Linked DNA regions of Drosophila melanogaster: region 1 is linked to region 2. The links are chromatin contacts, called in public Hi-C maps. All regions are on one chromosome and are shown on one strand. The core of a region is the stretch at or near the end of the contact, and the rest is flanking DNA. Distances in the headings are between cores, read along the strand shown. Region 1 holds the start of SA2 (Stromalin 2). Region 2 holds the start of ru (roughoid).

The links. A called contact is a pair of places that touch in the nucleus more often than the background predicts.
Region 1: a contact with region 2 is called in a Hi-C map of the Kc167 cell line, with 1.6 times the contacts expected there. A contact is called at or near these places in 36 of 107 Hi-C or Micro-C datasets (the D17-c3 cell line, the Kc167 cell line, the OSC cell line and 13 more) and 1 of 7 datasets of targeted methods (the Kc167 cell line).

The regions. Positions count from the first base shown.
Region 1 is chr3L:1,436,499-1,440,474 of dm6, forward strand. SA2 (Stromalin 2) reads right to left here and starts at 1,374. Exons shown (of 6, transcript NM_138265.3): 1 at 1,060-1,374; 2 at 706-1,009; 3 at 443-641; 4 at 1-377. The coding sequence starts at 1,145. All of the region lies in intron 3 of Ptp61F (Protein tyrosine phosphatase 61F), which reads right to left.
Region 2 is chr3L:1,368,539-1,372,459 of dm6, forward strand. ru (roughoid) reads left to right here and starts at 2,090. Exons shown (of 4, transcript NM_080051.3): 1 at 2,090-2,342. The region is part of intron 3 of Ptp61F (Protein tyrosine phosphatase 61F); the gene reads right to left.

The DNA of each region.
Region 1 (3,976 bases), core at 124-2,623, 67 kb after region 2:
CTCAGCTATTGCATCCTCCTTGCCCAAGCAAAGTTCAACTAAGATCTCCCGGAATTCACTGGTTAATGCCACAATCTCCGAGAAAAGGACATCCTTGCGGCACAGAACGGATATATTATCCAAGCTGCACTGAATCACATCACCAGAGCCATCATTTAAAGCTTCGTAGAAAATACGAAGGCTAGTTGGCTGAAGATGGCAATGTGGATATCTGGCGAACCACTGGCCAAGTTCGGAGATACAAAGGAGACGTATGTCGGTCACTATGTCCCGGCTGCGAGCTACGAACATGCTGTTGAACATTTGCATCCAAACGGTCATCGCTATTTCATCGTCTAAGGATTTCAAATCGCTTAATATGGTCATTATTTTCAAACCTAGAAATGTTCATAAACTTATATTATTTGCACGTTAAGTTTTGGTATCAGTTTTGGTTTCTCACCTATCATGGTGGCGGTATGGCGAAAAGTACGAATATTAGACTCCGAGCAGGCCATCACAAAATTCGTCAACTGGACCAGAAACAATTGGTAAGAGTCCGAGCGAAATTTATTGGCGACCAGCAGCAGAGCATTCAAAAAGCTGCCCACCTGGTTCACAAAGACATCGGCGGGCTTCCTAATCAGAGGATATATGTGGGTCTGAAAGTGGGGCGGGCAGGTAAAAATGATATCCCTATAACGCTGATTTATGTATCCCACTTACATTGGAAAAATGCGATGAGCTGTTGGAGAGGATGTCACTGTAGCTGAATGGCATTGAAGTATCATCTGGAATCTGATAATGACTTCCACTAACCTCCACCACAAACTGCAAGAGAGCAACCAAGGCTGCTGTGGGGCTGTCCAAGTAAAATTCACCCCAATATTTGGCCACGCTCTCAATGTGGCTATTACGTTTATTTGTAGGGCTTAAACGTTTTCTGGAGAGGATCATTTGCAGCAACGACTTATTCGTCGCATCACCGACTGTCCCATCGACACAGACTGGCTCATCATTTGGGGCAATGCTAAATTTTTCACTTCAATGACTTGCAACAGTTATCGACTTTTGACTTACCTGCACTCTTCACGTATCTCAAAATCCATCTGATTAGAAGCTTGAGAGTCATTCAGAACAGCGTCATCAAAAGATATATCACTCATTTTCACGCACAAATTAAAAGAGTAAAAATATGCTAGCACATTCGCGTGGCACACAATTCGGAAAAAAGGAAACTCGGTGCTGCCAACTTCGCCAATTAAGTGACAGAAAACGAACCATTAACCAATGAACCACAACTGACATAAAGCGAACTTTTGAAATTTGAGGTTATATTCAGGGCTGCAAACAATTCTAAAAATTAAACTTAAAAATTATAAAACCTAACTGAAAAGTCACAAGATACATACACCAATGCGCCAATTCAGTTTTTCAGATATAAATTCAGATATAGTTTCTTAAAAATCAATACAACACGTGTTTTTTGTCTTGTCGACTAAATTACATTTTTTAACCATTTTTTTTTTGTTGGGACACGAATAAATTAAAAACAGGATGTCAACATCTTACTCAGCTGTGAGGGTAATTTTCCAGTAAACTCAAAATAATTTGTACAACCCAAGAAAAAACTTGTTAAATTTCTAGCCTGCTTGCAGTTTTCCCACATCCACCGCAAAATAATGAAATCCGAGGCAAATAAAGCCGCCGAGATTCCCATACTTGGATCGAGATCAGGTCAGGTAGCCGATCTTTGAGGGCACAAAACAATTAGCCTGGCCCACAGAACGATACACAAAAACACTGAGCAAATTGGGCAGCCACTTGCTCGACCTCAAAGCGAAAGCGCCGCCAATTGAAACGGACTAACAAGGACCTCATAATCATGCCCATGCCCATCTGATCCGTTCCGTTCCGATCCGATCCGATCCGAGCCAGAAATAAACACAAATATTGACGTTGCCTATCGCACGCGATCTCCGCTCCTCCTTCCCACAAATATACTCATATATTTGTATACATATATGCCCAAAGATCAGAGATCAGAGGACCCGACCGCTGACCAATTCGGGATGACTTGGCAAGTTGGCAGCAACTCGGAATTATTTCAATCTACGCTGATGACGCGGCTCCTTTTGGGCGGTGGCACGATAAAAAGCTGGCGATAACGTGCCTTGATCCTCAGCGGTTTAGGTGGGAATATACCCTGTAAATCTTACTTTGACTAGCTGCATGATTTGAAAGCTTACCATATACACCCTAAAGACAATTGACTATATGAAACTAATGGGAACACTTTAGTCTACACCCTAGAAATCCAACTTGTTTTACCCATAAAGCTGGGCATTCCTGGAATTTCAAATCCGCCCAAAGTCCAAACAAATATTGACGTTCGAGATTGAAAATTGGCGCACTCCAAGTAGACGGCCACGGCAGCTGGCATTGATTGAATGATCAATCGAGATCGAGGAGATTGCCACTTCGATTTTGAACCCGAATCCGGGCAGCGGCGATTCCAGCTGCCGCTGCGTAATTGGAGTCCACCTACGGTCAGTCAGAGGCAACTACCATTTTTCGGCCCGCCGGTTGTATGCCAATCTCATCTCATTTCATATTCAAAACGATTCCTTTTGTCCATTGTTTGATTGCCCGAAATCTGACCTTCACCCTGTGCATCCATTGTTGCCGTTTTGCCAGTTTGCCAGTTTGCCATTTTTGCCATTTGCCAGGCTGACGGGGAATTAGCCGCTGTCCATTCAGCGGCAGCTGCTGTGGCGCTCGGGCTCGTGCTCCGAATCCTTGGATACCCCCGCTCCTTTGACTCCTGAATCGCTCATAGGAATCTCACCTGCCATGGGACGCCAGGTCCATCAAATTAAATTTGGAATTTTCAGGCATACGAATACCTTTGCAGTCTTTGTGAATAAGAAATTCTAGCTTGAAAAGTAATATCCTCCTCCATTCACAAATTTCCTGATAAGATTTAAGAGTCTCCTTGGCATCCTATTTTAAAGGTGGCTCCACAATAGACCCCACTTTTCCCCGCCTAATTGACAGTAAAATTGCACTATGCCTGCCTCCTGCTTTCGCCACTTTGTGGAAACTTTCGAGCGAAATTTGCAACAAAATAGGAGCAAGTAGGCAGATGAAAATCTAGCCAAGGATGAAGTTCTGCCTGGCGGGATAAAAGGGAAAAGAGTGCAAAAATTGCCTCAGGTTTTAGCCAATAATCGATGTTGAAGGTATAATGAAAAGTCTCTTTTAGCAAACATCTTTAGTTGTATTTTAAATAATATTTATAGTTCACTTGCATTCAAGAAAACCTTTATTGATGAACCTTCATCCGAATACGACATAAAACGTTAAATGAATAATTGAACTGTTTGAGGCATTATAATTCTTAGCAATACGGATAAATTAAAATGCCATAAAAGGTAAAGACAGCCTTCAATTCACTGATTACAGCACAGCAAACGAGTTGTTATTCGATGGACATGAAAAACCAATGCGCCATGTCCAGATAATCCCGATATCCTCATAATTGGGTCAATTGCTGTGTGTGTTGCAGCCAGTTACAGCCGAATAAGCCCAACAAATATGCCAGAACAATGACAGTTAACCATTCAAATGAATGATGGAAGGGAGAAGGAGTAGGAGGAGTAGGAGGAGGAGGAGGAGTAGGTGGCCACATTGCACCGCATAATTAATCAAAGCGGCACGCGGCTGTGGGCGCCACAAAGCGAGCCGACAATGCCAAACCCAGAGCTGGGATTCAAAAGCGTAGAATCCCGCCCAGCACGTGAGCTGGATGTGGATGTGGATGTGGTCGGGGGGGACAGGAACTTGGGGGAGTTCGAGTGCCGCCCTCTTCCGCATTTAATAGAGAAGCCAGCGGATGTGCATACACAGCATTAAAGTAGTTGTGGACGGATGATGTGGGTGCACACTGCCAGTCGCCGTCTGGCTCCAAGTCTCGCCTTCGGTCTCGAATCCAGAG
Region 2 (3,921 bases), core at 840-3,339:
TTGCGTGCGTTAAATCGCCTAATCGTCTTTGTTTTTTTTTCCTGTACTTTTCGGCTTATCTGTGTTTTGCATAAATCGCTTTTTGCCTTTGCTTTTCGCTGGCTGTTTGAATTTGTTTGATTTTTGTTGTAGCCTCTTTTGTTATTTTTGTGATTTTTTATTTTTGCTTTGCGCAATATTTTCACCTTGTTTTTTGTGTGTATTATTTTTGGCTTTTATGATTTTTTCTTTGTTTTCGTTTCATTTTCTTCATTTTTTTTTGTGCAATTAAACACGTTGAAGAAAATATAAAAAAATAAATGGGCAAGAGTGAAAATGAGCGAGGAAAAAAATATACAAAACACGAAAAAAATGACAGCTTAAAAAATTGTCTTTTTAGCCCATGCAATTTTTATGGGCAAATGTTTATCCTGTGTTTTCTATTTTACGACTGCGCGTAATGGAATTGAATTGAAAGTGTTTTCTTTGGTCGCGCTGGAAAAACATTTGCGGCACAAGATATTAATTATAAGCTTTTTAGTCGTTGCTAGTATTTAGTGCTAACTTTTAAACCAAAGCATTTGGTGCCTTTTTAATTTATTATCGAGCTACCTTCTTCATATTAACTATCTAGTAATGTGGAAGAAACTTTAATCTTAGTTTTAGTTATTTTATAGTAACTAGCTTGCATTTAATTCAAATTGCAAACAGCACCCCTATATTATATTAACAGTTATCCTCTTGGCACCCTTAATTTCATAAAAAAAGGGGGTCCATAGACCCTATTCAACTGCCACCTTATTCATCTTGAAGTCAATTCAAATCCAATCTGCGCGATTCGAGGTGGTATTCGCAGGGCGAGCGAGCGAGATAGCTGCTGTGTGGGAGTGAGAGGGGGCTAGGGCGGTACAAAGGGTCGGGCAGCGCCCTCATCAGCTGTCAGCGGCAGCAGAATGAGGCCCATTTGATGAAGATGTTTCTGCAATTGTTAAGTGTATCTGGGCCCTTTCGATGTTTGCTGTTTGCTATTTGCTATTTGAGCTGGGAAATGGAAGGAGGCCACAACACATCAAAATTATACTCGATATGTTAACAAGTTCAGATACAAAAGAGATGACTGGTCCCAAGAGATGCCAGAGATAGCCCACATAAATAAGTATCTCGTGGCTGGTGGTAGCTCGTATCTCGTGTCTTGTATCTTGTATCTCGTGTCTTGTATCTGATGGATGCACCTATTGACACCCAATAAACAAGGCGAAAACAGCAGCTGCGACCGAAGTGCTTTGATTTATTTATCAGGGGCAAGAAATCAACGTTGGGTGTTTTTTTTATCAAATCTATCTAATTATACATAAACTTTTACTTTTTTACAGTACCAAGATCAGTTTGCAAACGAAAAAACATTGGCCAGATATAATTTGAGGCATAAGCCTCGCTTTTTTTGTTTCCCCCAATTGTTTCACATTTGGTAATGCAATAATTGAGTTAATTAGCCAAAAAGGGAAAACACTGTTTCACAAATGGATTAAGGGGACAAAGATGCTAACTTAATAAGTGACTTGTTAATTATCCGTCGGCGGCTGCATCTGCAACTGTCTCCCTCTCGCTCTCCGTCTCTCCACTTTCTCTGTCGCACCTGCAGCTGCCGGTAAAAGCCAGCTGGCTCCTGGCTATCCCTCTCCCTTTCACTCGTTCGCCCCATCTCACTTCCTCACGTGACTCCTTTGCGTGTACCGTTCACCGGATGGTGGCCAAAAAAAGCAAAAAGCCACGACAAAGGAAAACTTGGCAACGCGTTCGAACCTCGAACATGTTTGCTGCACCTGGCTTTATTGTTCAAAAGGGTGGCTTAAAAGGGGGAGGCGGTTTGCAGGGGGGGGGGGGGGTTTCTTACCTTGGCCAGCAAGAGCCGGCTTTTCGAAAGGGGTGCAAAATGGAAAAAAAGCACACACACACAAACACACGCACAACTAACACAGCGGACTGTGCACATGTAAACCCTCCGGTAAGGAGGCTCTACCCCTTTCGGTTTTTGGCCAGGCCGGCACTTTGCGAATCTATAAAAGTATCGGGCCGCATAAAAAACGAGCTCAGTTGTGAACGGTACTTTGTAACGGCAACCGGCGGCAGCACGCGCAACTAACGGTTCACTGGAAAAGTAGAGAAAAACCACCGAGGAAAAACTTAGTGGAAAAGCACCGAACATTCGTACCGTTCGTAGCATTTACTGCTCGGATCGACTGCCGCAGTAACTTGTCGCTCATCCTCGAAAGAAATAAAAAATAGAAGCTGCAACCAGTTCACATAATCCTGCCCCCCCCGGATGGCCTGCACAAGAGTCAACCATTTCATCACCCCCCTCGGTAAGTCATAACACCCCCCGCCTAGGATTCCCACTCTCAATCCCCCATCTATTCCATATCTCACCCACGGAGATCCCGGCAAAACCCCCCAAAAAAATAAATCCATCGGCTTAAAACTTGGCAAAACTCAGCTCCAAACTCAACCATGCTGAGCTGAACGTATTTGACTAGAGCGAGCACTGCAAAAAATAAAGGTGTACTTCATGGTGCGAAAAATTATCGCACTGAATATATAATATTCTCTTTTACTGCCGTTAATATCCATCCTCTATTTATAACAGAAACCAATCTTATTAGTTAGCCATCGCAGTTTTTGTTTTCAGTGCATGTAAATCTGCATCTGTCAGTGCGGCAGCAGCTTCAGCATCAGTATCTCTGTCTGCTTTGTATCTTTTGGGTTGTAAAAACATCTGTGCTTGTCGTTCGGCATCCGTATTTGCTGCCGTTTGCAACGGGCCAACTGCAATGCTACCAACCACTCCCACCCACCCAGCCAGCCACCAGTCGCACATTGCGTATACGCAACGTGGAGCGCGGATTTAACTAAAAACCGTTTGCGCCCGAGCTGTCAGCAAATGGCAAGCACTTTCCGTTGAAATCTCCCCCGGGTCACCCGGTTTTTATATATATATGTATGTGTGGGCTGCCCTGCTCCATTTTCGATATCTTTTGTGGGATCTCGGACAAGTGCTACTTCTGGCCAACTTCTGGCCAGAACTTCTTGGCCAGCTAGCTACTGGTTGGTTGGCTATTCGATTTCCATTGTCTCTTTTCGAATGGAAACCCATGTGCGTGTAGGCAGGAGTGGCCAACGATCGATGGAGAGGGTCTGTCTGTGCGTGTGGGCGGTCCTCGGAGCTCCCAGTTTGGCCATCCATCTTGCCACCAAACCCACCAAGTTCGTGTGTCTCCAGGGCGAGAAGACGCCACATTTGGCTCACTTTTGTTTACACTTTGATTTATTTACGCAGCCTCGAAAAGTATTTCATTCAATCGCAACGATGCGAATTTTATTCACTTTCCGAAATTTTTCTATTCTCGTGAAACTTTTGCTAAACATAAAAGTGCCAAAGTCTCGAAATCGAAATGGAAATCAAAACCAAGATCCGTTTCAGATGCACAAATCATGGACAAAATGACAGGGGAGTTGGGGCTGCCTTGGGCTTTTGTCACTGGTGAAGTTTTTGTCGAGTGCATGAAAATACGAAAAAATTAATGCGTTGGCTATTCTTGAAAAAATCATACGCAATGCATTTTAATTTTTCGTGTCTCTTGTTCGTTTTTTGTTTGTAAATATATAGTTTTTAAATGTGTCAAGTTTGCTTTTATACGCGTCAGAGTGAGAGAGGCAACGCCGAAAATAAAAACAATATAGCGAAACAAACAAAAAAAAAAAATGAAAAAAAGTCGAAAAAAGACCCAAAGACCTGATTTCAGGGTGGCTTAGTTTTGTTTACCCATTTTCGGGCCACTTTTCTTTTACTAACGTGTGCAGAAGTGAAAAAGTTTTAAAGATATATGGTAAAAAAAAGTTTCCCAAGTCATATTTGTATCAAAGGAAAGCTGTGAATTAAAATTA